Linked DNA regions of Mus musculus: region 1 is linked to region 2. The links are chromatin contacts, called in public HiChIP or PLAC-seq maps. All regions are on one chromosome and are shown on one strand. The core of a region is the stretch at or near the end of the contact, and the rest is flanking DNA. Distances in the headings are between cores, read along the strand shown.

What was found. HiChIP or PLAC-seq counts read pairs in DNA pulled down with a chosen protein or histone mark.
Region 1: an H3K27ac HiChIP or PLAC-seq map of SST interneurons shows a contact between it and region 2, with 5 times the contacts expected there. The contact joins the promoter of Aipl1 here to the enhancer-like site in region 2. A contact is called at or near these places in 6 of 39 promoter capture datasets (the HPC-7 cell line, cranial neural crest, embryonic stem cells and 2 more), 2 of 15 datasets of contacts at CTCF or cohesin (large pre-B cells and pro-B cells), 9 of 484 Hi-C or Micro-C datasets (cardiomyocytes, cerebellar granule neurons, cerebellum and 5 more) and 10 of 115 datasets of contacts at active chromatin or transcription factors (SST interneurons, differentiating embryonic stem cells, embryonic midbrain and 4 more).

Annotation. Positions count from the first base shown.
Region 1 is chr11:72,036,174-72,039,429 of GRCm38.p6, forward strand. Aipl1 (aryl hydrocarbon receptor-interacting protein-like 1) reads right to left here and starts at 1,336. Exons shown (of 6, transcript NM_053245.2): 1 at 1,190-1,336; 2 at 439-618. The coding sequence starts at 1,285.
Region 2 is chr11:71,494,290-71,497,329 of GRCm38.p6, forward strand. No RefSeq gene overlaps it. Among named protein-coding and RNA genes, the nearest start is that of 9230020A06Rik, 21 kb to the right of the region's middle. Within about 2 kb of position 1,567, at least 5 of the 459 cell types and tissues checked have an H3K27ac peak or open chromatin away from gene starts, as enhancers often do. A contact at or near this core is called in SST interneurons, where this site is marked.

The sequences.
Region 1 (3,256 bases), core at 86-2,585, 540 kb after region 2:
CCTTGACTTTTGCATATTTGACAGTTTCTCTAAGAAATACCTATCCCTCCCAAGCACAAAACAAGAAGTTGTAAAGATGTTTCATATGTGATATAAATATGAATTGAGTCATAGAGTTGGGAGGAATGGGGGAGGGGAAGGATGTGCTCGGTGGCTTGAGTCTCCAGGATCTACGATGCTGAGCAAAAAGGAAAGGGGGGCCCTCTCCTACCATGTGAGGCCACATGTTCCCACAGCCCCTGCGCCAACCACATACTCCACGTCACTTTAAGGCCTGCTTTATCTGAAGGGCTGGGTGCCATGTTTGTAATGGCAGAGAATAGGGATGGAGGTGTCTTCACCTGCAGTGTCTTGTTTTACCCTAACTTTCCTGAACCCTGACAGCTCTGGGAAGCGCGTGAGGGAACAGAGTGCAGAGGGAGCCACGAGACTACTTACAATGGTGTCGCACCAGAACTCAGCCACCTCGCCCAGCCGCATGGAGGTCAGCAGCGTCTCCCACACCTCCAGCTTGAACATGTTGCCGATGATGATGCTCATGGGCTGGCCCACCTGCTTGCTGTCATCGATCACCGTGCGCTCGTCATCACACTTCATTGTGCGGAAATGAAAGGTCACCTGGTCCCCAGAACAGAGGGCTTTGGTGTAGACATATCTCCCCCAGTTCCAGCAGCCGTGTCACCCAACCACTGCAGGCTACTGAGGCTGTTCTTGGGGGTCAGTTCACCCACATCTCACAAGATAAGATGCCTCAGCTCCCCTCAAGAAATACCTACAAGTCCCTACAAGAAACCCATTCCTTTCCAGCAAACCCTATGCCTATCTCTCACAGCCAAGCGCCAGGAATTCCTTCTCCAATAAGCTCCAATGTCCAGGAGTGTGTTCCTCCACCCCTGAGAGACCCATCAAACACAAGAGGACAAACGCCATATCTCCTGAGGTTCCTTCCTACTAACTTGACATTTGGAGCTCTGGAAATTTTCCTTAACCTCTCCTCTTAGCTAAAGCTACCCTGAAAACTACCAAAAAGACCTGTCTATAAACTCCAAAGCAAGGGAGCCTGGGTAATGGAAAGGCAAGTCCAGCAAGGTCCTGCCTGGCTGCAGTAGGAAGGGATACCTGCAATGCCCTGGGCCCAACTGAAACAGAGAAAAGAACCACGGGGTCCTATCTGGGCGTAGATACTCACTCGAGAGCCAGTGATGAAGCTGGGGAGCTCTCCCGTCCCCCCATGCAGAATGGTCTTCTTGACACCCTCCACATTGAGGAGTAGAGAGACGTCCATGCTGCAGGTAGGGGAGAGGTTTGTTCAGGCCTAGATAATCCTACCAAAGCAGGGAACAATCTGGCTGATACCTGGGAAGAGGCCTGTGCAAGCCTAGATAATCCCACCAGAGGGGAGGACAGCAGCTGACATCACCCAGGGGATTCCCCGACAGGGAGGGAAGAAGGAAGAAAGGCAGAAGGAAGGTAGTCTAGGCACTACAGACCCCACCGTCCACATTCCTCAGGATCTCTCAGCAGATGCAGATCCCCGGTCTGACACCCATAGTGACTACATCAAGGTTTTCCTTTGTGCCACCTCAAAAAAAAAGGTCCACAGATGTTTCTGTGGGGAAGGAGAGAAGAAAGCAGGCAGCAGTAGACAGCTGGGGCCATCCGAGGGGAAAAGGAGGGAGGCCCAAAGCCACCATTGCCTTCCTGTACCTGTAGTGCGGACATTGTCCCAGTCTCTGACCCTTAACATCTCCACTTTCCCCTGCTCCTCTCCTCCTGGGGTCTGGGAGAAGGTTTCTAACTTTGGGGTGACTAAGAGAGTTACCCCAGTTCTGGGGGAAATTGATAAATTCCTAGTGTCAAGCTTCTGTCTCCACTCTAAGATCTGGCTGAGGAGTCGGGCTCTCCCCAGTCCTTTAGAAGGCCTTTGTCCTGGGTTCAGAGAAACAAGCAGAGCTTATGTGGAGCCCACTGAACCCCCTTGGGGAACTAGAGGAGAAAACGTAATGTGTCGGCTTGGTGTTTGGCGCCACCTTGTGGCCAGCTTAAATTTTCATGCTTCTTTCCCAGAGCCTTAAGATAAATGAAGGATTCTGATCACACCACCACCACCACAGTCCCTTTTGGGCATTGACAGAGAGGTAACAGACCTTGCCATGAGGGGACATTATAGCTGGCTAATAGCCAACCAGAGCTTCCTACATTAATGGCTTCATGGCCTTGGGCGTTTCCCTTCTCCAGGAAGGCCAGAATCCTGGGGATATCCAGCACCCTCAAAAGTCTTGATTTCCATGAGAAGTCCTTGCCTTAAAGGGCCACAAACCTAGGCTAACCAGTCAGAAACAGGATGCAACCTGGCTTTGTAGAAAGCTCTCCCTGAGTGCCAGCAGCCCCACTCGGGTCTGTTTCCATCCCAGCCTTAGAGAGGTGTAGACACTTTTTTCCTCTTCCATCTCTCCCCAGCCACACAGTAGCTTAAAGGAGCATGTTACTGAGGAAGAATGGACCATCAGGGAAAACAGTGCCTGCCATGCCACATACACCAGGGTCAGGTACTGACTCTGAGATCCCTGCTGTATTCTCCCGACCTGATGCGTGCTCTGTGAGTTGCTGTATAATGACTCCTTATAATGCAGTTTCTCTTTGGAACATTTCTCTCTCCTGATTAGATGCACAATGGCAGAAAAGGACTTTCATGCCCCATCTGGATGCTTCACCCTTGGTTACTGTTTCCATATCTTACTTTGCAGGGAGTCATAGCACACAGCAAAGGGATTCCAGAGGTCAGGCTTCACTGCTAAGGGGGGTGGGGTGGGGGTGGGGGACACTGGTCCACTGTCTATTTAGACCATAGCTTCAAAGGTTTCCAAGGCCTCATTGGAAAACATTTCCAGTCACCTGTTCCTCTCTTCAAATCCAGATGACTTCCCACTCTCTTCAGATCTGTTCTAAGCTCCTGTCCTAACCTTCAAGTCTCTGGTCCTGGTCTCCACCCTACGTATGCTGTTTCTCTTAGCCTTACTCTAGTCAGTCCTGGAATGTGGCAATGTTCCTGACATCACCCCGCACCCAGTGCCTCAGGTAGAATGCCACATATTTGGGAAAACCAACCTCCAACCCAGCTAAAGTCCCAGTGCCCCGTGTACTTCCCATAGTCCCTGGCTCTTCGAACCCATGGCACTCTGCACATAGTAACTGCTGGGTGTGGATGAGGGGAACTAGTGAAAGCTTTGAGGCAGAAGCAGAAGCCAGGGGAGAG
Region 2 (3,040 bases), core at 317-2,816:
CCAAAGGGAAAAAATACTATTAAATTTCTAATAGGGAAATAGTGATATCCCTGACTATACTAAATTCATCAGAGCTTTCTTTTCTTCTTTTATTTTTTTAGACTTAGTTCTAAATAAATACGTGTGTGTGTGTGTGTGTGTGTGTGTGTGTGTTTGGGGTATGTGCATGGGAGTGCAGGTGCCCTTGTAGGCTAGAGGAGGGCATTGAAGCTCCAGAACAGAAGTTATAGGCAGTTGTGAGCTTTTGAAAGTATGTGCTAGGAACTAAGAGACTATGTGTTCTTACCCTTAAGCCATATCTCCAGCCCCCTCCCAGCTCCCCAGAGAGCTTTCCAGATGGAGGATGCTGCTTTGTCCAAGTATGAGACAGGGAATGCCCCAATCCACCCAGTTCCTGGATACAAGTCTCCATTGAACAGTAGGTGGAGGTCCACTCACCTCCTTAAGAGGTAGGGTAGGTTTTAGCCACTGCATCCTGGCTCTGCTGCTGAGGACTTCCTGCTGGTAACTGAAGTCCTATGTAGTCTACTCTCACTCACCCCTTTCCCCAGGAGATGCATGCTACAGTGGTCAGAACAGTGAGACTGGAGTTTGGAGATCCCAGTGTCACTCTGGTTGGGCCATCAACTAAATGACCCATTCTGTTTTCCTCCCTGGAGTGTTGGGAACCCCCAAGACCCAGGAGAGCACCAATGAGGGCTCCCAGTGACTCAGTTCTTCTAAATTCATCTCCTTGGTATCAAGAACCCAATGAGCACAGAGGTGTGAAACATATTGCAGTGTCTTCTAAAATGGCTGTAGCCAGTGACTGGGAATTCTGGACATAATTCAGAGTGCATTAGAACTCGGGAAATGGCCCTTCTTCCCCTGAGCACATCTCTTGTGGGAAGACAACAGCCTCTGGATATTAAGGTCTTTAACAAATTTAAATTAGCAGCTTCCTACTGAAGTCCACCTTGGTTTTAGACCTTTTTTAATGCTAAGCAAATTAAGGCACTGACCCATCCTATCTTTGATAAATACAACTAAAAAACCCAACTAGCTTTCAGACCCACATTTGGTCCCTGGCTGTGTCTGTATGCCCCATAAGTGGCCATAGGATGAAGCCGCAGCATCATCTAAGTTAAGATGGAGAGCCCTAAACCTCAGACCCCTGAACCTCCATTTCTGCTGCTCTTCTAGACTCTCATCTAGGGCTCAGCCCTTGCTCCACTGCAGACTCAGCTCTTAGTAAAGAGCTCAGGATAGTCCTGGGCCCAGCTAGCAGGGATCTAAAACTGTCCCATCCTTTTTGGCGGATGCGGAGTCAGGAGGCTCTTTGTTGGTACATTTGTGAATTGTGCAAGGGTTCTTATTAGGGTCTTTTGCCACACCATATCCCTGATGGTTATGGCCATATCTCAGGGGCTCCATCTTCAGTCTGCAGTCAGCATCTACTTCCAAGGTTCCAGGCCTTTTAAGTTTGGTCTGATCTCAAATTCTACACATGTTTTAGTTCCTCTGGGTGCTGGAGGCTGCTGGTCACATGACTCTAGTCTATTTCTGTTTTGATCATCCCACATTGTATTCTGCTGAGTGAAGGCACCATTACCAGCACAGACCAGGCACTTGGTAAGGGATAACTGCCTGGCTGGATGAATTGCTGGGTGTGTGCATGAAATGACAAAGCCACGGGGAAGCTGATACATGGATGATGCGGATGTTGGCATATGGGCTTCATTTTGACAATGATTAGCTTGTTTTGCACACTAGGGTCTCTTCTCTGCCACGATCCAGTGTCCTGTCCTAGTACCTCTCTGTCCTAGGCCACTATCTGCCTGCTTAAGATCTCTATTTAGATGCCGTGTTTCTTCTTACTCCTTACCAGCTGCAACATAGGAGGATACATAGGAGTATCTTATGCCAGTTCCTTCAGGTCACAGTCAGAGTCAGGGAGGGGCTTGTGTGGCTTAGGGCTAGTTTAGGGGATTCAGAGAGGCATCCTGGATTGTCAGATCAGTCAGCCCAGCACCCACACTGCAGCCTTCATTCTTCTCTCCAGGGGAAGGGCTCTGTGCTTCAGAAAGCCTGCTTTGCTTTTCACGAACCTCTAATCAGAGCCACAATGTGGCTGGCAGAGTTTCTGGAAGTCAATAGGAGAGAAGCAAAGGAAAGAAGCCAGCCGAGGTGGAGATAACGCCCAACACTGCACACCGAGATGGAGCTAATTAAAGTGGGTCTTTAAAGTTCAGACCTGCTAAGGCCCTGGAGGGAACAGAAGGCTCTGAGATGGGCGCTTCTGTTGGAATGTGCTGCTGTGACAGGACGATGGGACACATCCTAAACATCAGGCACAAGGGCACAAGGACCCCATTCATGTTCCTACATTCCACTCCCAAAAATGTGAAAGCAGGGCTTTTGGAAGACATAGAAACCTTGCCTTTCTCAAGCTTTTCACGGGGCTTTTCTAGTCCAAGGTGTTTCTTCAGTGTCCAGGTCTGTCCTCCAAATACGCCTACCAGTTACCTACTCACTCCTCTGACACCCCTTAAAGTGCTCCTGTGTGACCTTAGTCCCCAGCTCTCACTGCCACTGCTGAGATCTCCAGTCTTTTCTCTTTGTGGCCTCTGGTGACCTGAAACCTCAAAGTGTGAGATCACTCCTCTGGATGAGCATCTGAAGATCCCTCAGGACCCCTATGGCAAAGCCAGAGGTCCCCACGGGCTCAGCAAATTCAGTCTCCCACCATGCCCCATCCTGTGCCTTCTTTAATCCTAATTTTACTGGAGCAAAATCATAGCACATAAAACTATCCTTTATGCATTTTAAAGCACATGATTTGGAGGCATTTTGTACTTGGCCAGTGTGGGCAGCCATTGCCCCTCACCTCTGTTTATTCCCAAGGCATTTTCATTATTCCCCAAAGGAATCCCACCTTTCTCTGTTACTCCCTCCCTAATCTTTCTGTCCTTATGGACTCGTGAGTTCTGGGCATTTCATATGGATGGGATCCCATGATGTGGCTTTTGTGATTGGTTCCTTTCACTGACCATGATGTTCC